Regions from separate parts of the Rattus norvegicus genome. Here region 1 is linked to region 2. The links are chromatin contacts, called in public Hi-C maps. All regions are on one chromosome and are shown on one strand. Each heading gives the region's core, a stretch centred on a gene start, on an enhancer-like site or on the middle of the called end of the contact. The rest is flanking DNA. Distances are from core to core; before and after follow the strand shown. Region 1 holds the start of Plxna4 (plexin A4). Region 2 overlaps Plxna4 (plexin A4).

The links. A called contact is a pair of places that touch in the nucleus more often than the background predicts.
Region 1: a Hi-C map of Schwann cells shows a contact between it and region 2, with 4 times the contacts expected there. The contact joins the promoter of Plxna4 here to the enhancer-like site in region 2. A contact is called at or near these places in 2 of 12 Hi-C or Micro-C datasets (Schwann cells and frontal cortex).

Annotation. Positions count from the first base shown.
Region 1 is chr4:62,128,108-62,131,408 of GRCr8, forward strand. It overlaps Plxna4 (plexin A4), which reads right to left and starts at 1,338. Exons shown (of 32, transcript NM_001107852.3): 1 at 387-1,338.
Region 2 is chr4:61,939,870-61,943,120 of GRCr8, forward strand. All of the region lies in intron 3 of Plxna4 (plexin A4), which reads right to left. Among named protein-coding and RNA genes, the nearest start is that of Plxna4, 190 kb to the right of the region's middle. Within about 2 kb of position 1,957, at least 41 of the 93 cell types and tissues checked have an H3K27ac peak or open chromatin away from gene starts, as enhancers often do. A contact at or near this core is called in Schwann cells, where this site is marked.

The DNA of each region.
Region 1 (3,301 bases), core at 88-2,587, 190 kb after region 2:
GCAAAATCGCTCCCTCATGCTACCAGGCTGGATAGGAGAGTCAGTCATTTAACTGAATCCCACCCTGAAAGTCCTGGGGAAGAGAAGTCTAGGTCCGGAAAGGAGAAGAACACGGGAAATCCCTGCTCCGACTGCGATGCACCTACGCGGGTGTCCAGGTGGGACGTGGGCAGGTGCGTGAGCGCAGTGTGTGCATGTGTGTGTGTATGTGTGTGTGCGCGCACGCGATTTGTGTTTTGCGTGTGTGTGTGTGTGTGTGTGTGTGTGTGTGTGTGTGTGTGTGTGTGTAGTGGGCTGCCTCGGAGCAGATGAGGACTCCGGGACCGGACTCGGCACCTCCGCCCGCTCTGCCCAGCTGGCCCTGCGCCCGGCCGGCGGCTCCTTACCTGGAAGCGCGGCGTTTCCCTCCTTCAGCCCCAGCGCCGCATTGACACTGCAGATGGTGCCTGTACCGCTGCCTCTCGCCCTCCTCTGAACGTGTGCGTGTGCGCGCGTGTGGCTGCCTCCTCCAGCCCCAGCCCCGAACGCAAATACTCCACCAAGGCACGGGGAAGCCACGAGCAGCAGAGAAAAACGGAGGGGGCCAAATCAGAGCCTGCCGGGCTTGACAGCTCCTCTTGCAGCGTCCAAGGTGGGCGTAATGTCCAACAAAAAGGTCAGAAAATGTAGATCAATTCCAAGCACCCCTATCCTCCATCCAGCCCCGGAGCCCAAGCAACGACAGCGGTGGCTCTCAGGGGCTGCGGCGGCGACGCGGGGCTGCCCCCCTTCGTCCCCACCCCCGCGGGCTGAATGTCCTTGATGCCAAGCGGGCACGGCGGCGTCACTCCGCGCCGCCCATGCTAGCCGGGTCGGGCCGCTGCCCGGGCGCGGCGGCGAGTACGTTGGGGACCCGCCGGGGAGCGCTCTGCGAGCCTCTGCGCGTCTCCCTGGGCAGTGACGGCCACCCCCTGGCAGCCCAGGGCTGACTGCGCCGCTGTTGCTCCCACCCCTGGCCGGGGACTAGCCGGGCAGTGCCCAGGGGCCGGGGCTGGGGGGCCTCGGAAGCCGCCAGCAGCTCCCTGGGGAGGCGCGGAGCTGCGGTGGTAGCAGCGACGGCGGCGGCTAGCGCTGCGGCGGCCAAGAGTGCGGCCGTGGTCCAAGCCGAGCCTCCCAGGCGCGTCCCCGGCCCCCCGGGCGGACTGCTAGCAAAGTTTGCAGGGGGCAGGGAGCGGGGCCGCCTCTGGCTCGGCCGCCGCCGGAGCTCCCGGGCTGCCTGCTGCCGCCGCGGCTCGCTGCTGCTGTGCATTGAAGCCCGGCCAAGCGCTGCAAAACTCCAGCTGCCTGGCGCTCTCTGGGTCCTCCTCTCCTCCCTCCCGCCCTCCCTGCTTCCCTTCCTCCCTCCCTCTCCTCGCCTCCTCCCCTCCCCGCCGCCCGCGGCCCGCCGCCGCCGCCGCCGCTGCCGCCGCCGCCGCCGCCGCTCCCTCTCTGGCTCGCTAGCTGGCTCGGAGCTCGCGGCTGACATCTAGACCCAGGTAGAGCGGCCGGCAGAGGGGGCAGGGGGCGCTTCCCCGCACGCTGCCGCCACTGGCCTGCCCGGTTTCCCCAACGTGGACTTCTGCAGAAGGGGGTGCCCTGGGTCTTCATGACTTTCTCGAACCACCCTGGCGATGGAGACACAGGGCAGAGTGGTGCATATATGGTGGCACCAAGTGCACTTGGATTGGAGCATACTCCCAAACAGGCATGTGGGTGTAGGTGGTCAGAGGCACTTCTGTGTGTTCCTAACAGACACCAACCAAACATATATCCACTCTCAACCTAGAATCCTCGTCCAACCCCACCAACCAAGGTAATCCTACACAGAGCACTAGAGGATGCCCAAGTCCAAGGTTTCTTCTAGTCCTGGGACAGAAATAAATGGCCAATGCCACAGAGCTTGCTGGGTAACCTGATCTGTCCAGAGCTGACCTTGCTTCTCTAACTCTGAAGCCCTAGGTCCTGGGTCATGTCCCAAACACAACCCAGACATTGCTAACGTCAGAGTACTTTCAGAAGTCAGAAGGAAGAAATCCTGAAGTTGCTTAAGTTGAAACAGCATCTGGCAGGCAGACAGGATACAAGGTACAGGTGAGGACAGGAAGTAGGCAGAACTACTTAGAATATCTCTACAAAGACCTCCCCCCATTAATGGGCCAACCATCAAAACAAATAAATAAAAATAAAACAATTTTTCAAAGGATGCACACCTACTTGTCCACCCAACCTTGTATGCTAAGCTCAAGAAAATGGCACTGTCAGCCATGTCCAGGAAGACTAGCCATTCATCAAAGGAAGACCTTTCAAGACAATGGTTTGGGGTTTCTAACCCACTCTCCCATGCTACTTCTTCAACTTAACTTTCCTCAACCTCAGTAACTTCCTGTGAATAACTGTCCCTCCCAACCAAACCTCTCAGAACCTGCTTATTAGGAGCGTGTTAACTGCGGTATAAATTCCTATATATAGGGGTTATATTTTCACAGAAATCAAAGTTATAAACTGGGTAGATTCTGAAGGGAGCTATGAGATGACAAGGTAGACAAGCCCCGGGGCAGGTAGCACACGTGGGTCGGGTTCGACTTACCCACCCAGGACCTTGTTGAAAGTGCTCTCACCAGAAGGAGGCAATGAATCAAGTGTAAGCATGAAGAAGCCAGACATTTCTCTAGTTAAAGGGTGTTCCAGGAGACAGCATGGAGCCCTGGTGTAGGCTCTGGTTGTTCGCCGAGCATTGTGTGGCCCAGAAAACAGCAAGGGTTATCTCATTAGCTCCCTTTAATACATTGATCTGGCTCCACTCGTCTCTGAAACACTGGATCCCAGACCTGAGATAAAGCACACAATATCAAGTTAGAGAAACACATAACATTAATTCCATGTTGCTGCTGCTTTGACTTCCTTCCAGAACTAAGGGAGCCCTGGAGCCAAGTGTCTGTCTAACATGATGCCTCAGAGACACTCCACATGCAAAATCAAAGGAAGTGGTCCCCAAAGGTCTCCGCAAGACTTGCCTCACCTGGGCCTAAACTCTCTCATAAGAGTGTCCTCTGAAACCAGCACATGGCACCATCATAGCAGGCTCACCCTAGAAGCGAAAGCCTGGAAAGTCCTACAGAAAATCCCAACAGGCTACTTAAATACTACGCTTCACTAAAGCGTACAGGAGATCTGTTCGAACCCAATTGTCAGCTGTAGGGGACTTCTGTAAAAATGCTCAAAGGGAGAGGAAGGAAGTGAGAACTGACTCTAAACCCTTCTCAGCCAATCATCCCAGCAAGAG
Region 2 (3,251 bases), core at 707-3,206:
GAGTTGAATAAACCCTTTCCTCCCCTTGATCATGATGTTTGTGCAGGGATAGGAACCCTGACTGAGACACTGGCCATGGAAGCTGTAATTGATCAGATCTCTCCATCTCAAAGGAAAGCAGTGAGCCAAGTCCGAGAGATGCCTGTATTCCAGTGAGGGACTCATCTAGTTTCGTTAAGTGGAAACACCAGAAAAGTTGACTGTGCCTACACTCCAGTGTCTAGGAGGCCCACAGGGTGCCTAGGGCAGGGATCATAGACCAGTTACTTAACCATATGAAGCAGAGAGACAATAACAGACTCCTTCTCCCTGTCCCCAGGACTCAGATAGCACAGCATGAACTGTGATGCAAGCCTGGACCATGCTGAGGACAATGCTGGCTTGTGTTTTCCAGTTTTCAACATTCAAGGTCGATGCCACTCTAAGTACACGAAGCTTTGAAGTTCTGCACTAACAGCTGGAGACAGATCCACAGAGAAACTGTTGGTCAGTGGAACCTGGGGCTGCCTGCCTCTGAGGGGAAGGGCAAAGGGAGGTGAATATCAGTAAAAACAAGGTCATGCCTTCAAGTATCTTAGCAGGCTTGGGCCATGGCACACAGAAATGTCCCCAAACCCCCTACTTTCCTTGCTTTCCCTTTTCAGGAAATGTGCACGCTGAAGTTCACCTTCACAAAATGTTGAGAGACTCCCTGGTTAATGAGGCCACTGCCATGGGCCAAATCCTGGGTCAGTCAAAGAGCTTAGCATGGGATCCTGGGTCTGTGCATCAGACCCAGCCCCAGGAACTGGCATAGTAAGCTCGGTAGTGACCTGAGTCATAAATAATCAGAGGGAACAGGAGGCTCATAACTACCTCTAAGGCTGGGAGGGCAGACACGCACGATGAAGCCAATCTTACATGTAAACGTGTTCTTACTGAGTACAGCAGAGCACATGCCCCAAAGTCAGTCCAATCACCTTTCCTTTTTGTCTGGTTGTAACCTCAGGTTGCAATGGTTCATCTTCTTCACTGGCAGAAAACACTAGAAGCACCACCATATCTAGAATCTCTTTTTATGTAAAAGAGAGAAAGCATGCATATATACAGATGTGAATGTTCGCACACGTGTGTGTGCACACACACACATACACACAGTTTCTTAATGACATGTCCTCCTGTGACCAACATGACACCTCACTCACAAATTACATAGACTGAGAAATGAAACAGAGTAGAATCATCCAATAAATCATGAGCACACTTTAAAATCTAACCACTCAACTAAATCTGGGCCTGACTAAAATCATATCTTTTTTGAACGCTGGAGTGGCTGATCTGCAAATGATGCGAGATCATTCAGAGCATAGTTATTCAACACTGATCTCTTTACTCTCTGAGTTACTGTACTTTAATTAGCACTTAGTAAAGATTGTGAGATGGTCCATGAAGCAGCTCTACGTAGGGGATTCCCTAAAGCTCAGAAGAGAAAGGCAAAAAGAAGCCAGTCTATTAACAGACGCTGAAAGCTGGGCAAGGTGGTGTACAACAGTAGTCTCAGCACTGGGAAGATGGAGAGAAGATTGTGAGTTTAAGGCCAGCAAACAAACCAAAAGCCTGAATGACTGAACAACTGACTGACTGACTGACTGACTGACTGACTGACTACTGACTGACTAAAAAAAGAATATTGTTAGAAGGGTCTATCGACTGCTCTGCACAGGACCAGAAACGGAGGCTGGGGAATGTGAGGAAGAAGGCAAATTTAAAAGAAGACCAGCCAGTCCTCACTCCCCAGGGTCGTCCCACCAGGGCTGGCCAGTATGCCTGACAGTCCACAGAAGTCCAAGTGCAACAAAGACCTCCTCTGCAGGGAGAAAACCAGACTATGTTTTTGTCTCTAGCCACTCCCCCAGCAGCCCGGGTCCTGCCAAAGGACGGCAGGTCAAGCCTGGGAGAGCTCCAGCTGGCCCAGTTCCCCTCATAACTGCACTTGGCTTCATTAACCCAGCCCTCCCTTCTAGCCAGTGGGGCAGGAAGCCTTCTCCAGGCCTGCTTTTCAGCCTGTTTTTTTCTCTCTCTCAGAAGTGGGGCAGATGGTTGCCACAGTAGAAGGAGAGCCTGCTGGGAAGGGAGAGAGTAAGCTGCCCAGGGTTGGGATGGTACCTCAGGGCTGTGCACTCAGGCGCCCCAGCACCCACTCTCCTGGCATTTCCTGGCACAGCCCTTCTGATAAGCTTAACCTTTGTCTGAGATCACTGGAATTCTGCCTCAGAAAAGAAAACACTGAACTGAGTGTGGAAAACAGGGGGAGATGGGATGATGCCAAAAACCTTGCTGGAAATCCTTAGCAGGGATTACCATCTCCAGGATATGTTGCCCAAGACAGGGTACTTTTGTGCAGGAGCTCAGAACATCTGAAAGTTTCAGAGGCATTCTCTAACTCGATGCTTCTCCCAAACTATCTGTAGTAGAGAGCCATTCAGTGATAATGTCCAGTCTTTCGTAGGATACTTTTGTCAAATACCAGAAAAGTTAACTAGGGAAAATAATACAGAAAAGGACAGCATGCAAATTCATTGGGCACACTCCCTGATACGGAACCACATGGAAGCGGTGTGCACATTTCCAAGTGTTCGCTCTGACGTCTGCCCTACACAGACCATTAACCAATGCTTTGCAAGCCACACTTAGGTCTAGTCTAGACTACTATATGGCTCAAGTACCCAGAGTACTTCGGAGCTCTATCTCATGCGTCACTCCAGACCTACTGAGTAAGAATTTTGCATTTGCAAAAAGCCCTCACGTGAGTTCTGAGTATGCCAACATTTGAAATATGGTGGAATTGACCAAGCTCATTGTTTAATGCACTCAAAAGTTTTTATTTCCACACTCAACCCTAGAGATGTCTTCGAGTAAAAACTGTTCTTCGTGTTAAAGCATCTTAGCTGAGGGGCTAAAGGAATGGCTCCGTCGGTAAAGAGTTCCCTTTTAAAAGAGAAGGCGCTAAGCTTGAACCCTACGACACAGGTAACATAAAGCCAGGCGTGGTGACAAAGGCTTATAATCCCAGTACTGGGGAAGTAGAGACAAGTAGCTCCCTGTGGGTTGCTGGCAGTCAGCCTGACCTACTTGGCAAGGGCCAGGTCAATGGAAGACTCTGGAGATGGGGAGCAGGACATAGAGGGAGAGATAAAAAAATGAATGAACAAGGTAGATGGTTTCAGAGGGACAACATTTGAAGTGGTCTTCTGGTTCCACACAACACATAC